Linked DNA regions of Bos taurus: region 1 is linked to region 2. A link is a contact called in public Hi-C data. All regions are on one chromosome and are shown on one strand. Each heading gives the region's core, a stretch centred on a gene start, on an enhancer-like site or on the middle of the called end of the contact. The rest is flanking DNA. Distances are from core to core; before and after follow the strand shown. Region 1 holds the start of MAP3K5 (mitogen-activated protein kinase kinase kinase 5). Region 2 overlaps MAP3K5 (mitogen-activated protein kinase kinase kinase 5).

Region 1 (3,082 bases), core at 515-3,014, 150 kb after region 2:
TAGCAAATTGCTTCAGTCCCTTGAATTGCAGTGACACTTTCTGAAATCTGTAATAGGCTGAAAAGATTTTTTTTCATGAATTACTCTAGCAGTCACTTTAATGGGCACACTTTAATGGCCAATCTAACTTAGTTATTAAAACTGGGTATCAGCGTTTTACATAATGTTAAATTATCTACTTGCCAGCCCATAGGGGTATATGGAGTCATGAAAAATAGACTCTGCTCTTTTTCACCAAAATTCCAACAGAGATATCACGCAAGTTTAGTGTTAAGTTAAAAAAGTTGCTTTTGAAAGTAATTACTTGAAAATTCAAATTGGTAGGAGATGGGAAATCAAGCCACTAAACTTCAGGGAAAGGGAGCTGGGAAGATCGTGACATAACATGCAAATTCACACAGATCCGCTCTGCGTGCAGCTGGCTGCGTGGCAGAAGTCAGAATTTTTGTACTCTCAAAAGTACACGGAAAAAAATGAGGACATCTTCTAAAACAGGCACAGGTATATATAGAAGGAAAATGTGGGCCAAATCTAACAGAAGAGAAACCAAAACACTGAATAAGGCAGGGCTGACTGGGACAAATAACTCGCACTGCAGGCGAACAGAAGTTCTTCAAGAGGACCCCACGCACCCCGGGACTCCCAGCGCGGGCCGGCTGCCGGGCGGTCAGACTCTCTGCCCCGAGCTGCGAGCGACCCGAGCAGTCACGCAGCGCCGTTCGCTGCCCCTAAGGTGGGGCAAGAAGTAAATAAGTAAGACGCTCAATTGCTGCCCAGAAACTGATCGATTTTTCCTATGGGGGCGGGGGGGTGGGGTGGGAAACAACAGCTTTCCCTTTGCGGTGGCCCCTGACCGCGGAGGCTGGGGTCCTGCATTGTTAAATCGCACGCACCTGCATTGTAAAATCGGTCCAGCACCGCAGTTTCCCCAAAGTCCAGTTTCCCAAAATGCAGGGTCTCCAGGGCGGCGCCCACCGTCTCGCACGCCTCCCGCAGGCACTGCAGGGCCTCGCTCTCGGCCACCACCAGCTGCCCCTGGCTCGCCTCGTTGATGACATAGGCCACCGTGGTCCGTCGGCCGCCTCCGCCCCCAGAGTTGCCCCGGCACCGGGTGGCGCTGCTCCCGGAGGTGGCACTGGGACACCCGGCGCCGGGAGCGGCGGCACTTTCCACGTTCCAGAAGCTGCCCGGTGGCGGCGGTGGCAGCTGGTTCTCCTCGCCCTCGGCCGCCGTCGCCGCTCCTCCCCTCCGGTAGCTGCCGCCCTCGGCGAAGGGTGGCACGGAGAAAGTGATGCCCTCGCCCGCCTCCGCGCTCATCTCTCCCGGCCGGACTGCCGCGGCGGCGTCGCCCGCCCAGCCGCACCGTCTGGCCAGCCACAGCTCAGGGCTGCTCCGCGCGCGCCTGGCTAAGCAGCTGCCATCCCGCGTCGCGCCTTCCGCGCCGCGCCGCCGCCTCCTCTCCGGCGCCCTCTCCCCCGAAGGGACGCCGCTGCCCGGCGGCGGCTCGCCCCTCCTCGGCGCCTCCGTGGCCGCGCCGCTCGCCCGCTGCAGGGTGTAGAGTACAAGGGGTGGGGAGGCCGGCTGAGCGGGAAGGGACAGCGCTTCCTTTTCTTGGCCGGCGGACAAGTCGGCTCGCGAACCTGCTAGGCGGTGCGGCTCAAGGGCGCCGCTCTCCGGGTGCGGTGCGCCCTGGCCCCCGGGGAGCGCGGTCCCGGCTCCTTCAGTGCCGGGCACCCTGGGAGGGGCCGGGGAGGGCGCCCTCTGGGTGGGGAGCTACCTGGCCAGCACCTCGCGGGCGGGCAGACTCCCTGGACCGCGTCCCGGAACAGCGGCAGCGGCCGCCGAAAGGATCCGCCTCCTTCCTCGGCGGCAGCTCCCCTTCATCGGCTCTATTTCCTCCTCCTGCCCCGGCCCCGTTCTCTTCCGATCGCCGCGGCCGCTTCGTCCCGGCACTAGCCGGTCGCTCGAGTCTCGCCGCTCCTTGCAGCCGCTCGCCAGGTCCGCCACCGGCTTTTTGCCGCCCACTCGTCGCGGCACTGAAAGTCTGGGCCCGCCCCGGGGGAGGGCGCTGCTGGGAAGCTCGAGTCCGGACGAAACCGACCGCGTCGCGGCTCCCGGACCGCAGCCCAGCCCGGAGCACCGCACGAGGCCAAGGTTCTCCTCCGTCACCCACTGGGCTCCCCACCCAAGATAACCTGGAGCAGGCAAAAGCCCGGAGCGCACCCGACTATAGGATGGCCCCAAAAAAAGTCTCTCTTGCGAATACTCGGGTCTTCTCAGCCAGCGCCAGGAGGCACGCGCCACGTTCCCCGTAACCACGGCGCCCTCCTCCGGCCGGTGCCGGCCTAGCTCCGCGATGCTGTCGGGTCCCATGTGAGGCGCGGGGAGCAATAGGGCAGCGTGGGGAGACCTGCGTGGCGCTAGGCCCGAGGATTTTAACTACGGTCCTGCAGGCGGCCTCAACTGGAGAATGGTGTATTGGTGACAGTGGCTCTCCGGGAGTGGCAGACTGAATTTATCGGGTCTGCCCCTGGTAGACGTTTTCAAGTTTTCAATCGCTCTGCTGTCGTGAATGATTAGCTCCAAGTGCTGAACTGTATAGCATTTGCGTTCCCATTTGAGTTCATAAAATTTCCCCCAACACACCGTATACTTACTTGAGATAGAAAACCGGTTCTATCCTGGACTTGGCAAATCATCTATCTGCCAGATGAAAGAGGGAAATTAAGCAATTACTTCAGTTTTTTTTTTTTTTTTTTTAATTGCACTAGGGGTGGCAGTGGGGATCGGGGAATGCCTGGCTTGCTTAAGAGCAATCAGAGTATCTACTTATTTGAAAAGTAAAAACATATGTGCAAGTTCTCAGAGAACTTCTCCAGAATGCTATAACTTTAGGAGAACCAGTGGAACCTACAGTGAAATAACGAAACAGGTTTGGACTTTCAGGAACCGAGATGATTAAGTTCTATGAAAAAGGTAGAAGAATACTGCAAATTACATACAAGCTAGGCGGGAAGCGGGGATTCCCTGGTGGATCAGTGGTGAAAAATCCGTCTGTGCAGGAGTGGTGGGTTCTGTCCCT
Region 2 (3,047 bases), core at 391-2,890:
ATTACTTATGAATTATCTTCAGTTGTACCTCCTAATTAAAATGGTGCTTCTATTTCTTCAGAAAATAGTACAGCAAGTAGGTATGCGTATGTATGTGTTTAGTTGCTCAGTCATGTCTGACTTTGCAGCCCCATAGACTTAGCACGCCAGGCCCCTCTGTCCATGGAATTCTCTAGGCCAGAACAGTGGAGTGGGTAGCCATGCCTTCCTCCAGGGGATCTTCCTAACCCAGGAATCAAACCCAAAGGTCTCCCACATTGCAGGCAGGTTCTTTACAGTCTGAACCACCAGGGAAGCCCATGTATGTGTAAAGACACATGTATATAGTGTCCATCGTTGCTATAAAGTGTGACCTAATTTATGAAAAATTCAATATGCTAATAAGGTTTGAACATAAGAAATTTGATGACCATTTTAAAAGCATGAATGATCTGCAGGGCCAAGATGAAAATTAAATGTGGGAATTTATTTCTTGAGTTTATTACTAAAGCTGAGTTAAAATCAGTATTAAATTAATATGTATCAAACTTAAATAAGTGACAAGATAGATGGCATTCCCTATAAAATATTTTATATTCCCTATAAAAATATTATTGTCAACAATATAGAAGTAACAACATAAATATTTTTATGGAAATAAAGCAGTTGATAAATGTGTCTAAACTGATCAAGTATTGTATTGTAGTCAATTCTGCTTGCAGTTTAATTCTGTAAATGTAAAAGAACCAGAGAAAAAAGCTTTTACCCACCCACTTAAAATACTGCCAGAGGCTGAGGTCTTGGCTGGGCTAGTGAAGTGAGTAATGAAGCCTGAGACTCTGAGGTGGTCCAGAACTTTCCTTTGGGCCAAAGCAACTCGAACAGCCACAATTCATCTCCACAACACCTAGTCCTCTGCTAGGACCATGCATCTTAAAAACAGATCCTTTCAAACTCGGAGCTGATTTACTAAAAAACTACTTTCAGTGCACATCTGTCAGGTAACGGGGATGTGACCTGAGTTAACACAGAGCAAATGTTGCTGTATGTGAGGCCCAGAGAGGGAGGAGACCACAGAAAGGTACTCCTGGAACTCAGCTTTCTTAACCAGAGTACAGAGGGACTTAAATTAAAATAGCAGCCGGTAGCTTCAGCTGGTAATTTGGAAAGTGGCTTCTAAATCCTGTTGGCCTCAGGTGACCTTCTAAAAATATGTGAGCCAAGAGCTGCAGCTGTTACCTGCACACTCCTTGCACACAATGCAGCCTTATCCTCAGAGCCTGCAACTGAGCTGCTTTCTAAGGCCAAGCCTCAGATCACGACAGGGGCGCTCAGTGCAGAGCCAGCTGAGCAGAGTTCAACCTGCGATGGAACACAGAGACTGATGAACACCGGCCAGGCAACTCTGGTAAAATCTATCCTCCATCAGCCCCCTTCTGGGAGCAGCCAAAGAGAGATTTCCCAGATTTCCTGGGCTAGTTTTGTAGGAAAAAAGTAGAGCATTTCCAGAATGTTAGATTCCTGGAAGGCTGTGAGTGCTGCCAGGGAATGTTCCATTACAGTGGTGCAAAGCCCAGGGCCCAAGATGGGAGTGATGTGGGATGAGGAGTCCTCTCTCTTCACCTCCCTTGCTACGGGAACTCACCACACAGAGGCGCTGCTGAGCCATAAAGCCAACATGTAAGGTAAACGTTTCCTGGCTCCTCTGGGAGTCTGGGGAAAAGGGCAGCGCAGAGGCAGTGCTGGAGCGACAATTAATTCCCTAAAGCCCCAAACCAACACTCAACCTAATCTGCACAAGCACCATTTTCTTGGAAATGGTTAGCCTCAGATCCTGTGCCCCAGCTAGGGCAAGGCTGAAGACAAAGTGTTTAATACTGAGCTAACATGGCAACTTCCCTGGTGGATCAGCTGGTAAAGAATCCGCCTGCAATGTGGGAGACCTGGGCTCGATGCCTGGGTTGGGAAGATCCCCTGGAGAAGGGTAAGGCTACTCACTCTAGTGCTCTGGCCTGGAGAACTCCATGGACTGTGTAGTCCATGGGGTCGCAAGATCGGACACGATTGAGTAACATTTTTTTTTTTTTTTTAACATGGCAGCAATTCCACTGTGGCAGACACTATTGTTTCCCCAGGCGACAGCCATTCCCTTCCGTCTTTGCTACGAAAAAGTGTTTGTTGGTCAGGCGCAGGTGGCAATGTTTAGAGATGGTGAAACAGATTCCCTGAATTAGCCATGGTAAATCCATCTCCCTTGCTGGTGACTGGTTTAGGCATGGACACGTGATGCAACTTTTGGTCCCAGGGAATGGCCCTGACCTTCTTTGCATGCTGTCTGTATGGAGTGATGCTCGGTGCTGCTATTTAAGACCATGAGAGAAAAAACAAGAGCACATAGAGAAGCCAACCAGAAATCTGACACTGCTAAGCCACTGAAAGTAGCCCCCAATGATCCACCTCAGAAGTTCTTGTAATATGAGACAATGTTTCCTTATTATTTAAGCCATTTTTAGTTGAGAGTTTTGTAGTCAAAAACTTGCTTGATGGGTGAGAGCATCATATTATCAAAATATAGAACCTATGGTAAATGCATCCCCCTAATACATGTCCTGGGTCTCCACTGAGTAGCCACTGGTTGGAACTGGACTGAGGGAAGTGGGGTGACACTTAGTTCTCCACCGGGACCCTGCCCCAGATAGACCAGGAGTGCTTAGCTTCGAATTTCAAAGGATGGAAATTCTAAATAACAATGATTTTAAATATCTTGCAAATAACTTCTCTCTTCCACAATCTAGGTTTTTCTTTCATGTACACATGCAGACTTTCTTCAAGCACTAACTTTTTAAAGCAGCAACCAGGGAGAACTATTAAAAGACTGGGACTTCAATAATTCGCCCCTGACCACAGAGTCCCTGAAGTCTTGGGACTTGGTATAATGATCTTAAAGTTTTGAAAGTAGCAATATAAAGTATACACTAGCTCATATAACCATTCACCCCACATTTTAGAATGAAAATACTGGGAGAAGAAGTAAAGGAGTAAATAAAATCAACAAAAAGCAACACTAG

Evidence for each region. A called contact is a pair of places that touch in the nucleus more often than the background predicts.
Region 1: a Hi-C map of blastocyst shows a contact between it and region 2, with 3 times the contacts expected there. The contact joins the promoter of MAP3K5 here to the enhancer-like site in region 2. A contact is called at or near these places in 2 of 11 Hi-C or Micro-C datasets (blastocyst and liver).

What each region holds. Positions count from the first base shown.
Region 1 is chr9:74,769,184-74,772,265 of ARS-UCD2.0, forward strand. MAP3K5 (mitogen-activated protein kinase kinase kinase 5) reads right to left here and starts at 1,765. Exons shown (of 30, transcript NM_001144081.2): 1 at 894-1,765. The coding sequence starts at 1,317.
Region 2 is chr9:74,620,816-74,623,862 of ARS-UCD2.0, forward strand. The region is part of intron 11 of MAP3K5 (mitogen-activated protein kinase kinase kinase 5); the gene reads right to left. Among named protein-coding and RNA genes, the nearest start is that of TRNAG-CCC, 110 kb to the left of the region's middle. Within about 2 kb of position 1,641, at least 23 of the 102 cell types and tissues checked have an H3K27ac peak or open chromatin away from gene starts, as enhancers often do. A contact at or near this core is called in blastocyst and liver, where this site is marked.